3 separate regions of the Mus musculus genome follow, and regions 1 and 3 are each linked to region 2. A link is a contact called in public Hi-C and HiChIP or PLAC-seq data. All regions are on one chromosome and are shown on one strand. Each heading gives the region's core, a stretch centred on a gene start, on an enhancer-like site or on the middle of the called end of the contact. The rest is flanking DNA. Distances are from core to core; before and after follow the strand shown. Region 1 overlaps Runx1 (runt related transcription factor 1). Region 2 has its middle 21 kb from the start of Gm30530. Region 3 has its middle 48 kb from the start of Runx1.

Region 1 (4,541 bases), core at 1,870-4,369, 410 kb before region 2:
GTTGCATTTTTTTTTTTTTTTACAGGGAATTGGGCTGTGGTCTTAAGATGTACCCAGTTGCTTTCTCAATTCTGGTAGTGGTGGTAGGTGTGTGTGTGTGTGTGTGTGTGTGTGTGTGTGTGTGTGTGTGTGTGTGTTATACTTTCTAGGAAATGGAATTGGAGGAGTATAAAGGATAAAATCTTTCCCCTGTTATCCTGGTGATTGTATGAGGTTGGATTTCTCTTCCTTGTCCTCCTTTGGGCGTGAACGTTTCTTGTTTGGAGTTTTCCCATGAACTGAATGTGTGTTGTGGCATCTTTAGACGTCACCTACTCATTTGTTGCTAATATCTTCCCTCTCCTCTCTCTCTCTCACTTGAGTTGTGACAGCCACAGACAACTCCAGACATTGATAAGTCACCCTTCTGTCCTCACATGGCATCCTCCCCCTTGTTATAAACCAGAGGTGTATGACACTCTCCTGTTGTAGAACAAATTTGACAAGGAACCTTCCTCTGAAAAGCCATTGTATATGACCTAAGAAGCGAGAAAGAAGCGGAATGAGCAGGCCTGCTAGAAAGAGTGAAAAATTACGGAACGATTAACCAGCCACAGATGAACTGTAGGTACAAGCATCCAAAACCACTCCACGCAGCAGAAGCCTGTTGTTTTTGGTTTGGATGAAGACTCATCATAGGAGACCCTAAAGGCCTGATGGCCAACGGGAAAATGGACAATCGGGACTGTAGCAAATTGGAAAGTCTTTCCAGTAACTAAGCAATTAGCAGGGTAAGAAGGTGTCCTGATGATCCAGGGGACATACGGACATATTTGAAATCATATCTCTGCTAAGGGTTTCATCTTCTGCATACACACAGAACCCAACAACTTGACAGCAAGACAAGAAATAACCAGATCAAAATGTGGGCAGGGGACTTGGAAAAATTATTTCCCCAAGACATATGAAATGACCCAGGAGTGTATTTAAATTTGACCAACACCTCTAACTGTCAGGGAAATACAGAGTAAAGCCTCCATCACAGGCCACCTCGGATCTTTAGGACAGATGACATTAAACATTCCAGAGACTCCATAGCTGTGGAAATGTGGGGGTCTGAGGAGATATAAAGAAATGGACCCACTGTGTGCTGCTGGTATGAATACAAACCAATATAGCCACTATGGAATAAAGTTTGAAAGTCCATTAACAGCTAAAAATCAAACTAGTGTATCACCCTATCTGATGGTTAGTGTTGTCAACTGACAAGCTCCAGTGTTATCCAGGAGTAATTTGTTCCTGTCAAGGGGTTTCTAGGTTGGGTTAACTGAGGTGAGAAGCCCTGCCTTGACTTTGAGCAGTAGCATCACGAGTTAGTGTTCTGGACTTAGCAAAAGGAGCCAGTGAAGCTAAGCACCAGCATTTGCCTCTCTCTGCTTCCTGAGCAGATGCAGAGGGAGCCACTGCCTAGAGCTCTGGGTACCATGCCTTCCCCATTGTGAAGGACTGAACCTTCAAACTGTAAGCTAAATACACCCGTCCTTCCTCAGGCTGCTCCTGTGAGACACTCCATTGCAGAAATGAGAAAAGTAACCAATACACCCAGCACACACACAGACACACAGACACACACACACACACACACACACACACACACACACCCCACGGATACACAGGCACACACATCCAGACACACAGGCACACACAGAGACACACAGACACACACACAGATATACAGGCACACACACAGGCACACAGGCACACACAGACACATACCCTGACTCACAGACACACATACAGAGATACAGAGACACAGACACACACACACCCAAACACACACACACAGACACACACACCCAGACACACACACCCAGACACACAGAGACACACACACACTCAGATACACAGGCACACACAGAAACATACCCAGACTCACAGACACACACACAGAGATACAGAGACACAGATACACATACCCAAACACACACCCAGTCACACAGAGAGACACACACACACACTCAGATACACAGATACACATACACCTAGACACACACACACACACAGAGATACACAGGCACACACACACACACAGACACACAGGCACACAAGCACACACAGAAACATACACAGACTCACAGACACACACACAGAGATACAGAGACACAGACACACACACCCAAACACACACCCAAATACACACACACACACACACACACACACACACGAGAGACACACATACTCAGATACACATACACCTAGACACACAGACACAGACACACACACACACACACACACACACACACACACACAGACACACACACACACACAGACACACATACAGACACATATACAGAGACACATATACAGAGACACATACACAGAGACACACACACCCAGAGACACACACACACAGACACACACACACAGACACACACTCACCCAGACACACAGATACACACAAACACACACATACATACATTCACACATACATAGACATACAGAGACACACATACACACCCAGACACATAGAGACACACACACCCAAACACACACACAGAGACACACACCCAGACACCCAGACACACAAAGAGACACAGAACACGTACATACACAGATATACTGACCCACAAGCACACATGCCCACACACACACACACACACACACACATGCAGACATACCCATGTACCCACACTCAGCACCCAGACACACAGACACAGACATACACACATAGACACAGGCACAGAGAAACATGTATGGACACATGCACACAGATACCGCACAATAAATTTAATGTAAAAATATTCCTTTGACTGTTAAAAAGGACAGTATTAAATACTATCTTGGGGTAAAACAAGAAGATGCCTGTCTACACATATGTAGTCCCTTCAAAAAATGTCCTTTGGAGCTGATAACAGAGCACACGTGTCCCCAGGCCTGGGGGAAATGGACTAATTCTTAGGGCTCGTCCTGTGACTTTACTGTTCTAGTTAATCTTCTAGTTGCTGTGACAAACACTGGACAGAAGCATCTTAAGGAAGGAAGGAAACATTTATTTAGCTCAGTCTGTGGGTACCGTGAAACTCGTCCAGGAAGGCCTGGCAGCAGGAGCCCGAGGCAGCTGTGCCCACTGTGTCCACAGTCAGGAAGCAGAGGGACATGGGTGACGGGCTCAGCTCACTTTTTCCTTTTGTCAAGACTTGGCCCACTCTCATCAGAACATGCTGCCTACAAGCAGAGTGGGCCCTCTCTCTTTAACATGTTTATTCCGCAAACACCCTCATAGACCTATCCAGAGGTGCATTTCTATGGTGCGTCCTCTTTCCCTTAAGTTGACAATGAGGACGAACCATCAGCGACACCGACCCTGAATATAGGCCAATTAATCCATAACAGAGAGTGGCTGTGCTCCCCAGAAAGCCATGACTCGGGCTGCTTAGTCTGACACTCTCTTCAAGACAAAAGTTGAACCAGTCTCCACTCCAATAGCTGAATTATGTGTCTTTCCTTTGTTGATTACAGGAGTTAAGAGCAGAGGCAAAAGGCGTCAGGGAGGAATCATGCCAACGGTTAGTACCTTCCTGCTGCTAATGGTGTGGTGTGTGTGTGTGAGGTATGGTGTGTGTGTGTGGGGGTGTGGTGTGGTGTGTGTGTCTTGTGATTGTGTGTCTTGTTAGTGTGTGCCTTGTGAGTGTGTGTGTGGGGGATGTGGTATGTGTGTGTGTCGTTTGTGTCTTGTGAGTGTGGGGGGGGGATGTGGTATGTGTGTGTGTCGTTTGTGTCTTGTGAGTGTGTGTGTGGGGGATATGGTATGTGTGTGTGTCGTTTGTGTCTTGTGAGTGTGTGTGTGTGGGGGGGGATGTGGTATGTGTGTGTGTCGTTTGTGTCTTGTGAGTGTGTGTGTGTGGGGGGGTGTGGTATGTGTGTGTGTGTCGTTTGTGTCTTGTGAGTGTGTGTGTACACGTGTGCATGTACGCAGCACGCACACGTGCACATGTCCAAGATCACTGTGACCTCTATGACTGTTTAGAGTCAAACCTGCCACTCACACAGAAGTAGCTGGTGTGTTAACTCTGTCCTGATTTTCAGTTCAGAGTCTGCCATTATGGGTTGCTGGAAGACTCCCCAGGCAAGTCCTAAGTTCTGACTGAAGGTAACAGCAGACACCACTATGAGGAAAAGGGAAGGCAGATGAGAAGCAGGGGCACCTGGCTGGTCTGGCTCTGGAGTGTACACAGACGTGCAGAAAGATCATAAGGAGGGCTAGCGGGGCTTCGAAGTGCCTTCCGAGAGCCTTGGGTTTTGATTTCCCAGTCTATCATCATAGCCTTGCGCAGGCAAAGCAGGGCCCTGGCCTTCTCCAACGGAGCTTTATTATTTTATTACTGTTTTTTATTACGGGATAATAATTAGCTTGAGCACCTTTTAATTTCTTCCCATCAAGATGTTTGCACAGCAACAATTAGAGGCTGGCAGCGCCCAGCATCTACAGAGAGAGTCTCTCAGAGCCAGCCGCTGGAGCTGGCAGGGGGACTCATCGCTAAGGTATCCTCCCTTGGGGGCCA
Region 2 (4,870 bases), core at 1,634-4,133:
CAAATCTTCTTGCATAAGATAAAAGCTTACAACAGCGTAGGGGTGTGGCTCAGTGGGCAGTGTTCACCTAACACGCATGAGGCCCTGAGTTCAATCCCAGCACTACATATAATGGTGTGACGGTGCAGACCTGTAAGCTTAGGGCCATCCTCAGCTACAAACCATATTTGAGGCTAGCCTGGGCTACATGAGACCCTGTCCTAATAGAAAAAGTTTCCCCATGAGTGTGGAAAATTAAGATTGCTGAATTCTGCTTTTAGTTGTTCAGTTCTGTTGTTTTCTAAGCATTAGTCCTTAACCAAACCATACAGACCGTATACTAGCCTAGGAAATAATGGTTGTTTACTATAAAATTAAAAAACTAGTCAAAAACGAGTATTTATCGAAACTATTCCTTCTCTGTTTCACAGTTCCTGGCTCTAGAACTTAAATAAGATGCCATTTTTATTACTAAGTGGTTTATAAGGTATTGGAGAATTTAAAGAAACATAATGGCATTTAGAAATATAATGAGAAACATCCTTTTTAAACTTTATGTGTATGGGTGTTTGCCTGCAGTTCTGTATATGATGTGTATTACACATGGACAGAGGGGTGTGGGGGTGTGGGGGCGTGTGGGGGTGTGTGTGTGTGTGATCGTGTGTATATATAAGATCATGTGTGTATGATTAGATGTGTGACCAATGTGTATGTACCATATATATATGTGCAATCTTGTATATGTGAGCACTGTGTGTGATTATGTGTGTGTGATTATGTATGTATATAATCATCTGCATGAGTGATATTGTGTGCAATCATGTATGTGTGAGATCGTGTGTATATATGAGATTATATGTGTGTAATTATGTATACATATGAGATCATGTGTGCGTGTAAGATCATGTCTATGGATGCAGGTATACATGTGCCGTTGTGCATATGTGGTGATCAGAGGACAAGCTACAGGTAGTGACCCTCACCTTGTTGGAGGCAGGTACTCTTATTCACCACTGCATACCCCAGGTGAGCTGGTCTGTGAACCTACGGAGAATCCCCTCTCTTTGATTCCTATCTCACTTCAGGAGATCTGGGATAGCACGAACACACACACACACACACACACACACACACACACACACACACGAGCACCCGCTATCTTATCTAGCTTTTCATGCAGGATCCAGGAAGACAAACTCAGTTCTTCAAGGTTGCCGGTGACCACTTCCCCCACTGATGCATCTCCTTGGCTCCAGACAATCATAGTCAGAGGGCGTGCTCAGCCTTATTTCCAACCTACATTCCTTGATAGCCAGGAAATGAGTCTGCCTTGGAGCACCAGCTTCTTCCTCTGCAGAGCAGGGTCCTCCTGCTGGGGACCATCCTTGTAAAGATTAATATAAAGATGCAATACTCCGATACCTGCCAGGTATTATAGCCTGCATGCCATTGGCTGTATGTAGCCTAGAACACTGCCTAGACTCTGTTGTTCACTTGAGCAAAGTTAGCTGTGTATAGACTAGGATGCTGCCATGACTGTATGTAGCCTAGGATAGCTCTGTATGTAGCCTAGGATAGCTCTGTATGTAGCCTAGGATAGCTCTGTATGTAGCCTAAGGAAAACAGTAAGCTTAAGTATTATGATACTTTTTGTGTGTGACTTTTTTTTTTGTAACTTGAGGTTCTCAGTGTGAACTTTGTAGATGACAAAATCGCACTGTAGCAATATCAAAACCTTGGGCCTGCCTGCAGGGATTCTGATACATTGATGAGACCTCAAACCAGCAGTCCCTTCCCCCTGCATCAAGGAGAACATGAACCATTAGCCTGGCTCTGTGGACCCATGACCCTTTGCTGACCTCTGTATGTCTCCAGGCTGTCCTTGAACTAGCCTAGCTCAGGCTTCTCCATGACTTTGTTGTTCCCTTGGGCAAAGTAGCTCCAAGCTCTCTCATTACGTTATCTGTGCATCCCCTCCACCCCCAACGTGGAACTATGTGCTTTTTCCAGGTTTTTTGGATTGGTGCAAACTTGGGAAACAAATTCATTCCCTAGATAATCTACACGCAACCTCAAAGGAAATTTCAAAACCTGTCTGTCCCCACTTCCTTCTCATCGCAGGGCAAGCACATCACTAGCATAGATCACATAGTTACACACTGGCCTTGCCTTCCACATGTAAGCAACCTCGGTGCTCCCAGTATTACCTCAGTATAGCCAAAAATGCAGAGAGGAAAAAAAATCAACAAAACAAAAGGAATGAATTCCCCAGGTAAAATAGAGCTCACGAGCCACGTGAAACCATATCCCTAATCCCTCATGACCAGGGATTTTAATAAGACACATCCAACTACCAACGAGTTCAAATCCTCCAAGAGAGCAAAAGATGCTGAGCTCTGCCCAAGGCAACATCCAGTAGCCCTATTCCAGGCCACGGGGATTCGGCCACCGTGGGGCTGTAAGGCCAACCTCGTGTCCTTGTAGGAAACCCCAGAAAGCAAGACTCTGTGGATTGGTGGCACAGTGCTCTGAAGGTCAGGAAGGCCATGGGCCTCACCGTCCTGAACATTCTCCATTGGGTCTGTGAGTCAGAGGAGAGTCCCAGTAGGAGGAGCACTGAGAATGTCCACAGGTCCCATGGCCATGAAGAAGCCGCCAAGGGAGCTTGCTTTGTGTTACACGGTCAGGTAGAGTCCACCTCCTTTTCCAGAGCAATCTAAGCGTAGGCTCTGTGTTCCACAGGGCATACAGCTCCATGAGCCTCTCTCTCCCCATCTCTCGTGAGATGCCTGAAGAGCAGACAACAGCAAATTTTGGAGCTTCACTGGTGACAGAGAGAGAGGCTGTGGGCAGGCTAGGCCTCAGCACACAATACACAAGTCAGTCTTCAGTGCTCCCCAACCTTCCTAACGCTGAGACACTTAATAGACTTCCTCATGCTGTGGTGACCCCAACCGTAAAATTGTGTGTGTTGCTACTTCATAACTGTAATTTTGCTATTGTTCTATATTGAAATGTAGATACCTGTGTTTTTGTATGGTCTTAGGTGATCCTGTGATAAGGTCCTTTGAAACCGTCCCCCGAAAGGCATCATGACCCACAGGTTGAGAACCACTGGCTTAGGAGCATATCTTCTTTCAGGAACATTTAAACTTCTTGAAGCTTTCACCCTTACCCCCAACAAAACATTTTGTTAACAGTCAGCTTCCTCTTTCTGACTCACGATAGAAATCTTAAGGCACGCACACAGGCAAATTTGAAGAAGCTGAAAGTCTACACTCCCATTGTCTGAAAGAAGGAGCAATAAAGACTGTCTTCTATGTCCTTCCTGACTCTACAAAAACCCTGTTTACAATAAGCTTGTATTATTTATACAGCCTTCAAGGGGAAGCTCTCTGTGTTAATGTTTTTATGGTAGTTTTTCTCATCACTGGAGAATTTGGGCTTTTGTTTTAAACAATGTTTGTAGGCTATATATAGTGCATCTGGTATTAAAAGCGATGTACCTTGCTCACGTCTTAGCCAATAATCTCTTTCTTGTTTTATGATGAGAAAACCAGAGTCTATAATCACCCAAGTCATTCGTGAGCAAAGCGAGGGGCCAGCTCCCAGGACTGGGCTTCACCACTGAGCTATAGCAGCCCACTAGACAGCTGGAGCATCTAGGGTGTGACAAAAACACAATGGCCTTCATGTATCACAGACACAAAGCCTCAGGTACCCCAGGCTAGCCTAAAACTCCTTATATAGCTGGAGGCTCACCTTGCACCTCTGAATCCCCTGCCTGCACCCTGAGTGCTGTGATTACAGGCTTTGCACCACCACATCTGGTTTATCCAGTGCTGGAGAGGGAACCCAGGTCTTTCTGTATGGGCTTAAGCACTCTCCCACTGAGATATGTTGCTAGCCCAAGAAGACTTCTGAATAAACAGAAATTATATGAACTACCAGTGGGAGGAAATGCTCCTGATTTGGAGAGTGGTAGTGATAGACAATTAAAATTATTTAAAGAAAACCATGGTAAAAATATATTTCTCAGACGGGCAGTTGGTGATACACGCCTTTAATCCCAGCACTTGGGAGGCAGAGGCAGGTAGATTTCTGAGTTCAATGTCAGCCTGGTCTACAGAGTGAGTTCCAGGACAGCCAGGGCTATACAGAGAAACCCTGTCTTGAAAAACCACTATACACACACACACACACACACACACACACACACACACGCACGCACACACACACATACACGCACACACACATGCACACACACATAATTTCTCACTGTGTCTTTCTGTGCAATTTCTAGTAAAATATGAACCTGAAAATGTACAACCCTCACCTTCCTCTTTGGCTTTATGACTAGCGGTTTCAAATGTGACACTGAACATCTCTTGAGGCAGCCTGAATCTGTATCCCCAGGCCATGTCACTCAAAGTTGGCTCAAAACAAACCCTCTCTCATCCTCCTCTGAGTGAAAATGGAGCTCTGTGTGGCAGGTTCCACATGGAGAAGCACCTCCGACCAAATGGAATGCTTGTTGGGAGTCGCATGCGAAATGCCCGCACTGGGCAGACAGACACGTGTTTTCACACATCCTCTGAAGGGCAAGATGCAGTGGGACTGTTTCCCAGAGAAACAATTAGAGAATACTGGAGCCAGATAATTTACAACCTAATGTTAACAGTGAGAGGGGTAGATTCCCACAGTCGTGTCCCCCAGATAAGAACAGCCTTGGAAACTGGACCCTCACAAATCTTAGATGTCACAACACAGGGGTCGGGACCTCCTTCTCCTCCGACTCTGAAGAAAGCCAAAGGCAGATCCCCTCTTAGCGAATGCGTGTAAAATACAAGATTAGCTAGCTTTGCTCCATCGTTGAGTCTGCAAAAAGAAA
Region 3 (4,516 bases), core at 1,036-3,535, 340 kb before region 2:
ACCTGGTTTGATTGAGGACTATGGCAAACCCATCCCCGTAGTTACGATAAATAAAGCTACCCAGAAAAGCGTTATCAGACGTGCCTCTCTGCAGTCCTCCTCAACTGCTTCCGTTGATGCTCTCTGACCCATCCCAGTCCTTACCGGGGCCTCATGATGATGTGTGCTGACCCCTCAGACTTCAGTTATCACAGGATGCACTCGACACCCATCCACGCAGAGGCTAAAGGGCCCACGTGGCAGGCTGCCAGCCTAGGGGATCCAACACTGCTCTCAGTCGGAATGTGTAGGCCTGTCCTCTACATTAGGGAGAGCAAACCTCACTGGGCTCCTGTGGGGCCTACACTGGCTTCAGTGCGTCATACCCTCAAAGTGAACCTCTCTCTTCGAAACAGCTTTAAAAGTGGAATTTCTGGCAACCAAGTCTATGAATACCCGAGTAAGGCACACACAGTTAGGCTGTCTGTATTTTCCCCTATAGTTTTTCTCACTGGGATGATCCACCATTCTCATCGTTTCTCAGCAGCACAGTTGGCCTTTACTCTGACCGGTTGCCAGGAGTTCAGTGCTGACTGAGGCCAGATTGACAGACAGGAGGAGCTTTTGCTTACCACGCCCGCCCTGGACCACACTCGGGGCCATGAGAGCCCCATCTCAGAGCACAGTGTTCAAGGGACTCTCAGGCACCGGATCAAGGGCACCACCAAGTGCATCGCATGCCCCACCCTCTCCAGAAGCCACCCAAATGCCTCACTGCAATGCTTTCTTCCTGCACCCCACCTCTTCCACGCGTGCCTTTACTCTTTCCATTCTCACACTCTTTTGTGAAACTCCACACGGGCCCAGTGAATTCCATGACATGTCTCCCAGCCCAGCTCTCCAGGCTGATTCCCACACTCTTTGTTCGTGTCGTTCACAGCTCTGCATTCTGCCGTTTGTTCACAGAATCATTCCCAATAAAAAGAGAAGTTCAAAAGAAAGGGATAGACGTTGTCCTCCTGGAGGTGAGTGAGTTCTTCTTGTGTTTTCAGTAAGACTAGGTGACCACAGGGAAGTCTTTATGTTTGGGTTGCTGCTCCTTGGCTGAGTGGACCTTAGGCATGTGGCAGGCATCCCAAATACCTTTCCTGTTTCCTGATGACACGTTGACATCCATTATAAATCACCTAAAAATTTTCCAAGTGGTGCCAGGGAGGTGGCTCGGTGGTTAAAGGTACTCACTGTCAAGCTTGATGACATGAGTTAGAGCCCCAGAGCCCACGTGGTAGAAGGAGAGAACCAACTAACCTCTACAGGGGCACCATGGCATGCTTACAGTTACACATACACACCACAGGCACACACACACACACACACATACCACACAGGCACACACACACCACACAGGCACACACACACATACCACACAGGCACACACACACACCACAGGCACACACACACACCACAGGCACACATACACACACACATACAGAAACACACACACAGGCACACACATACACAGGCACACACACACACAGGCACAAAAATACACACACTACACACAGGTACATACACACACCACACACAGGCACACACACACCACAGGCACATACACTACACAGACACACAGACTCACAGACAGACAGACACACACATACCACATAGGCACACACACACACACACCCCACAGGCACACACACATACCACATAGGCACACACACACACACACACACACACACACACACACACACACACACAGAAACACACACACACAGGCACACACACACAGGCACAAAAATACACATACAACACACAGGTACACACACAGGCACACACACACCACACACAGGCACACACACACACACACACACACACATACCACAGGCACATACACTACACAGACAGACACACACACACACACATGCACACACCCACACACAGGCACATATATAGCAAACCAACATGATAGAAGAAAAAGCTTAATATCATGACACTTCCCACACCTAACCTTTGCCACCCAGTTGGGGAAGCATTTGAATGCCGTGGAAACACAATGCTATGGGTTACATACAGCTCATCAAGAGTTCTTGCATTGGAAACTTTGTCCCTAGTGTGGCAACCTGAGAGAGGTTGAGCCTCTGAGAAGATCCAAATGAAAGGTGATTGGTCCTCAAAGGCGATGTCTTTAGACTAAAAGTAGGTGGTGTGGCTACTTCTCCCGTGAGGAAGCAAGCCTGGCTGGGGAATGGCTCTCTGTCTTCCTCTCTGGTGACAAGATGGATCCCTTCTCTCATGCTCCTCTTATGATAACAATTGTCATTAGGTCCTCAACAGTGGACAAAGCGATGAAGCTACCCCGTGTTGGCTGTTTAGCCTCCAAACCTTTTTCCTTTACAGATTATGCATCCTTGTATAATTCTTTATAATCAGACAAACATAAGCCAGATCAGAGCTATGGAGTGATATTTCCTAGCTATCAGGAGGTAGAGCCCAGATCCACCACAAGCAGGATGGCCTCAGAGACTGACTTCTGTTTTCAGATGATAACTCCTCCTACAACCTTAGAGGATGCTGAAAGAGGAAGTGAGCAAGCTGAAGCCCATGGGGGCATCTTCAGACGGATCTTCTTCAATAGTCAAATGGGGTTTGGCCACTAGATCCTCCCCAGTGTCCGCAGAGGACAACTCCATGGTTTTATCTAAACTTCTTCATGCATGGTTCCATTGGAGAATTCAGAAGCTAGGACAAAATAACTTATTTCTGATGATATTTGAGAACACATTAAAGATTTTTAAACCACATTAGAAAATATATACTGCAACACTTTGACTTCTGACTATTGATAACAATTGGGTCTATTGAGGTAAGTGTTTGATACTTTTAGGTAGAGTATAGTAAGGGTCTGATGAGCAGAGAGAAGAGCTCAAACTTCCTGTGCCAGGGAGCAGTGTTTTCCTATTGTTAATGTTTGTATGGATTAGGTGAGTGACTACTTGTTACCTTAACTGTATGAGTTAGGGTCTTAACTCCTTTTCTGTTGCCTTGATAAAATTCTTTGACAAAAGCAATTTGAAAAAGGAAGGGTTCATTGTAGCTCACAGTTAAGGGCATACCTCATCATGGTGGAGAGATCATGGTGGCAGGGCCTTGAGGTGACTGCTCACACTGCATTTACAATCAGGAAGCAGTGCAAGGATTGCCTGCAGGCAGCTGCTCAATTCCATTTCCTGACTTACACAGCCCAGAATCCCAAGTAGGGAATGAACCACCCATAGTGGGCAGGTCTTCCTAACTCAGGAAACACAATCAAGATACCCACCCCCCCACACACACACATACACACATGCTGAGGGTGTCCCAGGTGATTTTAAATTCTTTCATGTTGACAGTTACTGTTGCTTAGCAGAGGGTAAAATACCGGCAAGAACAGCTAGAGTGAGCAAAGATTAATCTCACTCATGGTTTCAGGTCTTCAGTCCCTAGTCTTTGGCTATCCTGATTCTGGGCTGTTGTAAGACAGACTATCATGGCAGCCAGAGCATGTCAGAGGGGGAGAGTATTCACTCCAGAACAGACAGGAAGATGGGAGTAGGTCCCACAATCCAAGTGACCTATTTCCTCCAGCCAGGCCTCATGTCCTCATAGCATCACCAGTTGGTAGGCAAACATGCAAACAACACATGAGCCGGTAGGGCAGCACATTTTGTATTCACTCAGTAACATCGTCAGAAATGACCCATCTACAAATCTGCCCATGTCCTATCCACTTGGGTGATGTAAGAGTGAGCATATCCAACCCTTTTGGGGCTTATCCAACAATCTCTCAGCATGGCAGAAACATGAATATTTCCTTTTCCAACTTGGCAATAAAATCATATAGGTTGTGTCTTACTCTCGTGTATCTACCAGATATAGGAAAACAAAAGCCTTTCAAATGATCTCTTAGGATGTTTTCCCCTAGTTCAGTCAATGCCGTGGGTTCCACACCCTGAGCCCTTATGAAAGATATCCAAACAGCGTGGTAGAATCCAGCCTGCTCCAACGACTCTTCCAGAAGGTTCTATTTATTTTCCTGAATCAGCTGTTTTTAATTTTATCTGAATAATGCCTGAGCAGGAAGTGGAGCAGTTCTGTTCATTCAGCCAGGATTCACAGAGCCTTCCATCAATGGTCTACTAATGGGAAAATGACAGTAATTTCTTTAATGAAATCTCGAATCATAATTTCTATTTCTTACTGATATTTTCCCTGTCTCTAGACCTGAGAAGATTTCTAATTTCCAAGAAACTGAGGTAATCATATACTGGCTGTACAGAGAGGTTAAGAAAACATCAGCAAGTAAATAGGATTCTAGAATGTTCTTCACCATCTATAAATATGATAGCAACAGGTTATGAATTAAATATATGAATTTGAGGCTAGAAAGGTACCTGAACTGTAAAGACACCTGCCACCTATCCTGACAATTTGAGTTTTGATCCCAAGGATCCGCCAGGTGGAAGGAGAGAACTGGTCCCCTTGAGTTGCCTTCTGTCTG

The links. A called contact is a pair of places that touch in the nucleus more often than the background predicts. HiChIP or PLAC-seq counts read pairs in DNA pulled down with a chosen protein or histone mark.
Region 1: a contact with region 2 is called in an H3K27ac HiChIP or PLAC-seq map of the HPC-7 cell line, with 7 times the contacts expected there. The contact joins two enhancer-like sites. A contact is called at or near these places in 2 of 484 Hi-C or Micro-C datasets (the G1E-ER4 cell line and the HPC-7 cell line) and 1 of 115 datasets of contacts at active chromatin or transcription factors (the HPC-7 cell line).
Region 3: a Hi-C map of the G1E-ER4 cell line shows a contact between it and region 2, with 1.7 times the contacts expected there. The contact joins two enhancer-like sites. A contact is called at or near these places in 3 of 484 Hi-C or Micro-C datasets (the G1E-ER4 cell line, the HPC-7 cell line and bone marrow-derived macrophages) and 2 of 115 datasets of contacts at active chromatin or transcription factors (the 230-238 cell line and the HPC-7 cell line).

The regions. Positions count from the first base shown.
Region 1 is chr16:92,804,877-92,809,417 of GRCm38.p6, forward strand. All of the region lies in intron 2 of Runx1 (runt related transcription factor 1), which reads right to left. Among named protein-coding and RNA genes, the nearest start is that of Runx1, 19 kb to the right of the region's middle. Within about 2 kb of position 3,120, at least 20 of the 459 cell types and tissues checked have an H3K27ac peak or open chromatin away from gene starts, as enhancers often do. A contact at or near this core is called in the G1E-ER4 cell line and the HPC-7 cell line, where this site is marked.
Region 2 is chr16:93,212,653-93,217,522 of GRCm38.p6, forward strand. No RefSeq gene overlaps it. Among named protein-coding and RNA genes, the nearest start is that of Gm30530, 21 kb to the left of the region's middle. Within about 2 kb of position 2,884, at least 28 of the 459 cell types and tissues checked have an H3K27ac peak or open chromatin away from gene starts, as enhancers often do. A contact at or near this core is called in the G1E-ER4 cell line, the HPC-7 cell line and bone marrow-derived macrophages, where this site is marked.
Region 3 is chr16:92,871,691-92,876,206 of GRCm38.p6, forward strand. No RefSeq gene overlaps it. Among named protein-coding and RNA genes, the nearest start is that of Runx1, 48 kb to the left of the region's middle. Within about 2 kb of position 2,286, at least 70 of the 459 cell types and tissues checked have an H3K27ac peak or open chromatin away from gene starts, as enhancers often do. A contact at or near this core is called in the G1E-ER4 cell line, the HPC-7 cell line and bone marrow-derived macrophages, where this site is marked.